Linked DNA regions of Podarcis muralis: region 2 is linked to region 1. A link is a contact called in public Hi-C data. All regions are on one chromosome and are shown on one strand. The core of a region is the stretch at or near the end of the contact, and the rest is flanking DNA. Distances in the headings are between cores, read along the strand shown. Region 1 holds the start of PIGB (phosphatidylinositol glycan anchor biosynthesis class B). Region 2 holds the start of WDR72 (WD repeat domain 72).

Region 1 (3,959 bases), core at 767-3,266:
GTCCCAATGCAGCATGTGTTTAAAAAGACACAGCAATTAAGAAAATAACAATGATTAAATATGAAAAACATGACCCGTGGAGGTCGATCCATTAAAGCAAATGGCAGTGTCCCACCATTTTCCCCTTGGGCCTTCACATCTCCATTCTGCCAGCACAGCTGGATGGAGAGACTTGGGGCTCTCTGTAGGGTCTGCATCTTCCCCTGCCCTTCCTCTGGCTAACTTGCTCCCGTCTACCTACTAGGCCAGGGGTCGGCAACCCGCGGCTCCGGAGCCGCATGTTGCTCTTTTACACCTTTGCCACGGCTCCGGGGCGGATACTAGCGAGGGAAGGAGGCGCATTGTGCGCCCCAACACTCCCCACTGTGGCGAGCGCTGTACTGGCTGCGACGTCGCATGGGGGCGGTGCGTGTGTTAGTCACGCGTCCCGACGTCACCTTCCTGCCCGCTATCAGATCGGAGGGCAGCGGTGCGCATGCAATGGTTTTGCGGCTCCCAGGTTTTTTTTCTTCGGAAACGGGTCCAAGTGGCTCTTTTTGTCTTAAAGGTTGCAGACCCCTGTACTAGGCAGTCCTGGTGAGCTCACAGGGGCTGGCAGGGAAGTCTGCCCAGGCTTGCCGACTTGGGGAAACCTAAGAGGTGGTGCTGTTGCCCACAAAAACAACTGGTAGCCCCCTACAGATTTGGGGGTCATTTGAAACCAGCTTCAAAGAAAGGGGAGGACCACTTAGAGCAGGTATAGGCAACCTCGGCCCGCCAGATGTTTTGGGACTACAACTCCCATGATCCCCAACTAACAGGACTAGTGGTCAGGGATGATGGGAATTGTAGTCCCAAAAACATCTGGCAGGCCGAGGTTGCCTATGTCTGACTTAAGAGGCTGAAGCTTCCTCCTCCGCAAGGCAGTGCCTGAAGGATGAGTGAAGGTTTTCTTGGGTCATCTGCTCACCCTTAAGTCGTCCCCCAAGGGTTCTGGATTTGTTTTGCTACAACAGGCTCTACAAAAGCAGCTCTGTATCCACTGTCTCAACCACACAGCAGCTGCCACAACTCCTGCAGCTTTGGTGCCCTCTGGCGGCCGGCCACCCTCATGGATTCCTAAGTTCTCTCTCCAAAGCTCCCCCAGATATGCACAACTGTGAATTCGGCTCACTTTAGCCCAGAGGGGAAGCCAGAATCTGGCTGCATCAGGGTCAGGCCAGAGGGGCCCACCTAGTCCAGATGCCCCAAATCTGGAGAAGCTGAAATGCAGGATCTGAGAACAGCAGCAACACTCTTCCATCTGTAGTTCCCAGCAACTGGCATTCAGCGGCATACTGCTGCTGTTGTTATATTTATTAAATTTGTATACCTCCCTTCATCCAAAGATCCCAGAGCGCTTCACAACAGAAAAATACAAAATGAGAATACAAAACACCACCTCTGGCAGCAGAGGTAGAACATGGCTGTTGTGGGTTGTGGCTGTTGATAGCCTTCTCCATGAATTTGTCTAATCCTCTTTTAAACCATCCAATGTGGCGTAATGGGTAGCGTGTTGGACTACTGGGTGACCATCTATTAGCCTAAGCTACCTCAAAGGGTTGTTGTGAGGATGAAATGGGAAGAACCATATGCATCACCTTGAACTCCTTGGAAGATAAAGTGGTATATAAATTTAATAATTAAAAAAAGGCATGAACTTGCTTAACTATGTAAAGCACTCCTTCCTTCTGGCTTTCTTAAATCTGCCACTGGGTCCTAATCCTATGAGAGAAACTATGTGTCATGCGTTATTTTATAAACTTCCCTCACATCACCTCTTACTTTCCTTTTCTCCGCTAAAAAAGCCCAAATGCTGCCACTTTTCTTCACAAGGGAGTCGCTGCATCCCCTTGATCATTCCATTTGCCCTATTCTGACCTTTTCCAACTCCACAACATCCATTTTTAAGTGAGCGGAAACGGCACACGGCATTCCAAGCGTTGTCTTGCCATAGGTCTATTTTATTTTATTGTATTTAGGAGTATTTATACCCCGCCTACTGAATAAAGTTATGTTAAACTGTTATATTCAAATAGCCATTTAAATGGCAGTGATACAACAGTCACTAGAGTTGAACAGGGTATGCAAGTCCCTGCTCCTCTTTTTCTTTGGCGTCCCAGCCACGTCAGTCCCACGCAGAGCAGGATGTCCTCCCTGGGCGGCTGCTGCTGATGTCTCTTCTCACTGGTCTGACAGCTGCAGCAAAGATATCACCTGCCTCCCTCCCAGTTCTTGGCTGTTCCAACCATTGTGGATCTCGTGGTTTGGCGCTGTGCTGCTGGCAGGTTTATATATTCAGCCCCTTTCCTGGTGATCCCTCGCACATGGCTTACGGCATGTTGAATTTTTCCAACTTCCAGTCCCCATCTCTTTCGCTTCGGAGGGGCTTCTCGGCAGCGCTTGGGCGCCGGGCGGGCTTCCCATCGTGGGGGGCCAAGAAAGGAGCCTCGTCGCGGCCGCGAGGGAGCGCCGGCCTCTCTCCGGCTCAGCCGAGGCGGGTCCCGGGGGGCGGCTTCTCCTCCTGCCGCGGCGGCGGCGGCGGCGTGTCCTGGGCAGGGCCTCCCGCGCGTGGGCCGCCTTGGAAGATGGGCTGGTAGACGTAGATGCCTCCCGCCACGCCGAGCCCGGTGGCCAGGAGCAGCTGCCCGAAGGACAAGCCCCGCCGGCCCAGCATGGCCTCCGCGACGCCTATCTCGCTCTCCGCGGCTCAACTCTCCCTCAGGCAGCCGCTCAACCGGTGCGGCTCCAGGCGCCGGAAGTCGCGCGACGGTCTCGCCCCGCCCCTTCTCGCGAGACGAGCTGCCGGGAGCCGAGACGCGCATGGGCAAAGGAGGAAGCGGGATCGGCTTTTGGGCGCGCATGCGCTCCGACGGGGGAGGCTGCCCCCGCCCCCAGGAAGGCGGAAGTGGCCGTCCTGGAGCCGCGCCGGCGTCGCCATGGAAGCCGCGCAGGGGGTCGGCGGCGGGAGGCGGACCCCGCCGGTGCGGCTGCGGAAGCGGAAGTCGACGCTGTACAGGCCCGCCCCCTCCGGGACCCTCGCGGGGCGGGGGGCGGGTGAGGAGAGGCCGCGGTCCACCTCGCGGGGCTGTTGTGAGGCAGAAGTAGCCGCGGCCTAAGGAAGCCAAGGCGCTAGTCAGGAGGGCTGCATCCTGCGGGCAGGAGGGGGCCTTGCCAAGGTGGTTGTTCCTTTCCCGCAGGGGCCGAGCGACGCTTGAGGCGCCCCGTCCCAGGAGCAAGGAAGCCGGCGGCGTGCACGTCCAGGGAGGCTCCCTCCAGCTGCCTTGACCAGCACCTGCAGGGCCAGAGGGAGAGGCCGCGTCATGCACGAAGCACATTTCCATCCTCCCCCCACCCCTTGTGGGACTCTTGGGCCCCTGGGATGTTTGTCCCTCAAAAGGCAGTGACGAGGCCCCATCCCTTGGGAAGGTCTCCTGCACAAACTCCCCGTGGGAGGCACGCAAGGCTGCAGTGGTGCCTATTCAGATCCGTGGCCCTTGTGCAAGAGAACTTCCTGCTGGGTTACAGGATGCTTGAATGGGGGCAGGGAGGACCTTTGCACTTACCGCCTCTGCCTCCTACAGCACCAAGATGCCTTGGAGATGACAGCGCTGTTGCTGCCACATGGCACCTGACAGGCAGCAGCTGGCAGCTTTGGTGCTTCCCTTTTGTAGGTCTGTGGCCAGAGCGAAGCCCTGGTGGCTGGCCAGAGGAAGGCCAGTAGTGCAGAGCAAGGGCAGCTGTGGCATCTTGCTGTGTATAGTCATAGCTGTCTCTCAGCCACTTCCATTCTCCTTTGAGACCATTAAAGGGGTGGCTGCTGAAAAAACCTGTTCAAGTCTGGAGACTTTGTCCTTGTCCCCCCTTTGAGGCCACCTGCCCCAGGTCATTGCAGCCTTTCCTGGTTTAGCAAACGTAGCATTGCTAGTCAGGGCCCCAAC
Region 2 (4,080 bases), core at 376-2,875, 250 kb before region 1:
TCATGTTGAAACAGTACACAAGAGCAGCATTTATGGTCCATCAGGAAGGGAGAGCAGGAAGCAAAGCCTGGGCCACACTTCTGAAATGCGCGCGCGCACACACACACACACACACACAACCTTGTGGCTCTGTCCAACAGCAGGGAGGGGAAATTGAATCCCCAGATCATCAGAACTCAACTGTTTTGACCTGGCAATTCTCATGGCCCAGGTTTTCTGCCTGCTCCTTATTCTTCTCCATTTGGGACTGAGCTGCATTCTCTCTCACCCCCCTCTCTTCTTTCTTCCTGTTAGGCAGCCACTGTTTAGGGTAAACACTCAGCAAGGATGACTAATGGGCTTTGCAAGGCATCTTGATGCAGGGCTGCTGCCTGCAGGGAGGAAAGAGGGGGAAAGGGCTGGAATGTCATTTGAACCACACCCTACAAGCCCACAACCTCCCTGCCTCCCCACCCCCAAGGAACAGTTTGAAAGCCAGAGGTTTAACAGTAATCCCAGAGAACAGAGTGCCTCTTTACACATACAGAGTGCTTTTTTCTGTCTGGGACTGAGGGATGGATGGGGCTTGCAGGCAGGTCCAAGCCTCAGAACCTCTCCTTTTTTTAGAAGGGAATCCCAAAATGAAAATGCATGCCTGCCACCTCTTGCCAACACAGCCCCTCCATGACACCAGCATGGAATTAGAGACCCAGGCCTTTTTTACTTATTCCCAGGTGGGTACTGACAGATAGAGCATCTGCAGACCCCTCCCGAAACAAAGGATGCAGCTACACAACCTCCTCTGCAATCAGGTGAATAATAATAATAATAATAATAATAATAATAATAATAATAATAATAATTATAATTTTATTTATACCCCACCCTTCCCGGTTCAGAAGACCGGGCTCAGGGCGGCTAACAACAAATTTAAAACACTTAATTGATACACCAAAAAACAGCATAAAATACAGTATAAAACGTGAATAACAATAAATTCAGAATTCAAAAATCTATTTAGGGGGGAAATCCATCCAATAAACATTAGATGAATATTAGAATAGTGCCAGAAACTGAGATGGGTGTGTGTGTCAGGTTTCTGGCACTAAATTTCCAAGGAAAGGCAAATCCAAGGAAATCCAGAGCCTGCCCACCCCAAAGATCCAGGGAGGGGAGGGCCCAGGGGTCAGGGGTCGGTACAAATCCCTCCACTGAAGCCACACTGGGGTCCCCCTGCCCCAACACTAGCACAGCCTCCTTGCCAGCCCCTGGGAGCGAAAGAGAGGAGAGCTCATGGCTGTTGGCATCCGGTAGGCTGTGAGTCCCTCAGTACCCAGATGGGACCCCCTTTCTGTTGACTCCCCTGGGCTGATGCTGACCCAGAGTCAGGGAGGCTTTGTGGGGCAGGGGGACACAGAGGGAGAGGGGGGATCCTGGCTCTTTCCAGGACTGGGTTCTGCAACCCCAACTCACCAGCATCGAGGCTCTTCACGGGGCTGGGGACGTGTGCTCCTCTCCAGTCTCTTCCCTCTCCTCAGTCAGGTACTGGGAAATGGGTCCAGCCTTTCTGTAGGGAGCCTGCTGTTCTTAGAGCTCTTCTCAGTTCACAGGAGGAGGAGCTCTCCCTGGGACTCCACCTGCTGCTGCTGGCTGAGCCCAGAAGACGCTCCCTCCCCCCCTTGCCTGCTCTGGCAGAGACTGACCTTGGCTGAGGGTTGGGCACCTTCTGGGCCAGCAGTCCCAGCTGGCCGGAACTGGGCTTGGCTCACCCAGCCTTCTCCTCCCCACCTTGCCTCTCCCAGCCCTGAGCTTCTCCCTGCAGCTGCAGTGGAATAGCTGAGCCTGCTTTGGGGGAGACTTGGCACTGCCAGGAAGGTGGGTGCATCTTGGGCCCCACTACCACAAGATGACTGGGCACACTCTCTCTTTCCTAAGATGAAAGACAGGGCTTCAGGACTGGTGCATTTAATTCTGACAAATGAAGCAGCATGGAGGTGCCTTCCTTTTTTCAGCCAGTTCAGCTCCAAACTAGGGTGAAGCAGATTCTGGAAAAGGTGAAGTTTAGTTGGAATGGTAGGGACGTGGGTGGCGCTGTGGGTAAAAGCCTCAGCGCCTAGGGCTTGCCGATCGAAAGGTCGGCGGTTCGAATCCCTGCGGCGGGGTGCGCTCCCGCTGCTTGGTCCCAGCGCCTGCCAACCTAGCAGTTCGAAAGCACCCCTGGGTGCAAGTAGATAAATAGGGACCGCTTACCAGCGGGAAGGTAAACGGCGTTCCGTGTGCTGCGCTGGCTCGCCAGATGCGGCTTTGTCACGCTGGCCACGTGACCCGGAAGTGTCTCCGGACAGCGCTGGCCCCTGGCCTCTTGAGTGAGATGGGCGCACAACCCCAGAGTCTGTCAAGACTGGCCCGTACAGGCAGGGGTACCTTTACCTTTTACCTTTAGTTGGAATGGTGGCAAACCCCCGGCCAATGACCAGACCTATCATCTATTAGATCACAGGGGGAAGTCAGATTCTTCTCACCCAGCTGGTGCCCTTCTGCCCCTGCCACATGTTCCCCTCCCAACTGGGTTCCCTCTAGATACCATGGGGCCCACCACCACCACCCTCCCTGACCATTGGCCATGCTGGCCACCAGCAATATTTGAAGGGCTGCTCAAATGTCTCACAGTATATTGTATCCTGGGCCACCTCTCGTTCTCAGCTACCTTCCAGCCTGAGACACCTGCAGTTAAACACCTCCAAGTCCCTCAGCTTCCCAGAGGAGACAGGCCATGGAGTCCCACCAAGTTTCCAGTAGTCAGTCTGTGGGAACTTTGCCCTTCAGGAGGGGAGGAAATCCAGCAGGCAGGAATACTTCAACAGCCTCAGTTTCCACTTCCCCAGGGGCCGACAGCACCCAGCAGTGACTGGTGGGCAGAAGGTAGGGAGACCAACAGTTGATGGAGGCAGAGCCAATGGCGGACAGAGCCAACTGGCTCTCATTTTGCCCTCATCCTCTGAGTTTTACAGGGAGGAGGAGGAGGAAGCTGGCAACCAGGACCATCCCCTGGACTAGGCCCAAGCAAGAAGGCACACAGCTGGGGGCTAACTGAGGGCAGGCTAAGGCTGGTGGGGCAGCACACGTTTGCCTTAATGGACCACTGACAGCACCTTCCTTGGCCTTCATTCTACTGGCTAGACAGATCCACCTGTCAATCAGAGGTTGACAGGTTCAGGGGCCCTTAACAGCTGACATGTTGCCAACTCCCTGTCTCCCCTCAATGTCTTTCTGAACATACAATTCACGAGGAGATCAGAAGTCTCTTTGTGAAGTAGCTGTGTCAGGACAGATAGAACTGAGCTATTTATTTATTTCATGTGACTTTGCTTTATTGCCTGTTTAAACCTTCCATAAACCTCTTAAAATCAGCTGTTGGGCCTCTTGCGCATGTTTGTTATGTTCCCCCTCGCCTGCTTTGGCTGTTCCTGCTACATTTGTGTGTCAGTGGGATTTTGACAGAGGAAAGGAAGCTCCCTTCTTCCCTCTGGTATCCTGGAATGTTTTCAAATGAAGCAGCCTAGTCTACTTTCCAAGCATCTGAAAAGGAGGTCAGTTTTGTGATGAGCTCCATATTTGAACACTGGGCAATTTGTGGAGGGCTGAGGGGGTATGACTTTGCCCAGCGCTCTTTGTCAAACCTTGAGGATCTCTACTAAAGGTTCCCTTGCTGGCTCACTTTTGCCTCGCCCACAAGTTGGGCGGGGGGGGGGGGGTAGCTTCTTGGGCTGCAGACGGCTAATTAGTGGTTAACAACCTTGTTGACAGATGTCAACACCACTGAAAAACAAAACAGCTCAGATTCCTTCAGGGAAGACGTGTCAAGGGCAAAGGATTTATTGTGTCATCTTCTGCGGAATGTGATGGAGTATTGATGAAACATCCCCCCTTTTGTATCAACATTTTACCCTGTTTTGGAAACATAAATGGGAGGCCTGCTCCCCAACTCTCGCCCTGGAAACCCTCCAGGGCATAAACCCTCATTGTTGTTTGTGATAATAGATAGAATTTCACAAATGGTGACAAGGCAAGGGGTGGGGGTGGGTTCATCTCTCCTCATCA

Evidence for each region. Hi-C and Micro-C count contacts between places; a contact is called where the count stands out from the background.
Region 2: a contact with region 1 is called in a Hi-C map of tail, with 3 times the contacts expected there. The contact joins the promoter of WDR72 here to the promoter of PIGB in region 1. A contact is called at or near these places in 2 of 3 Hi-C or Micro-C datasets (blood and tail).

What each region holds. Positions count from the first base shown.
Region 1 is chr14:6,482,300-6,486,258 of rPodMur119.hap1.1, reverse strand. PIGB (phosphatidylinositol glycan anchor biosynthesis class B) reads left to right here and starts at 2,016. Exons shown (of 12, transcript XM_077918985.1): 1 at 2,016-3,075. The coding sequence starts at 2,625. LOC144325507 (a long non-coding RNA gene) reads right to left here and starts at 1,761. Exons shown (of 2, transcript XR_013390666.1): 1 at 1-1,761.
Region 2 is chr14:6,729,022-6,733,101 of rPodMur119.hap1.1, reverse strand. WDR72 (WD repeat domain 72) reads right to left here and starts at 1,625. Exons shown (of 20, transcript XM_077918700.1): 1 at 1,453-1,625.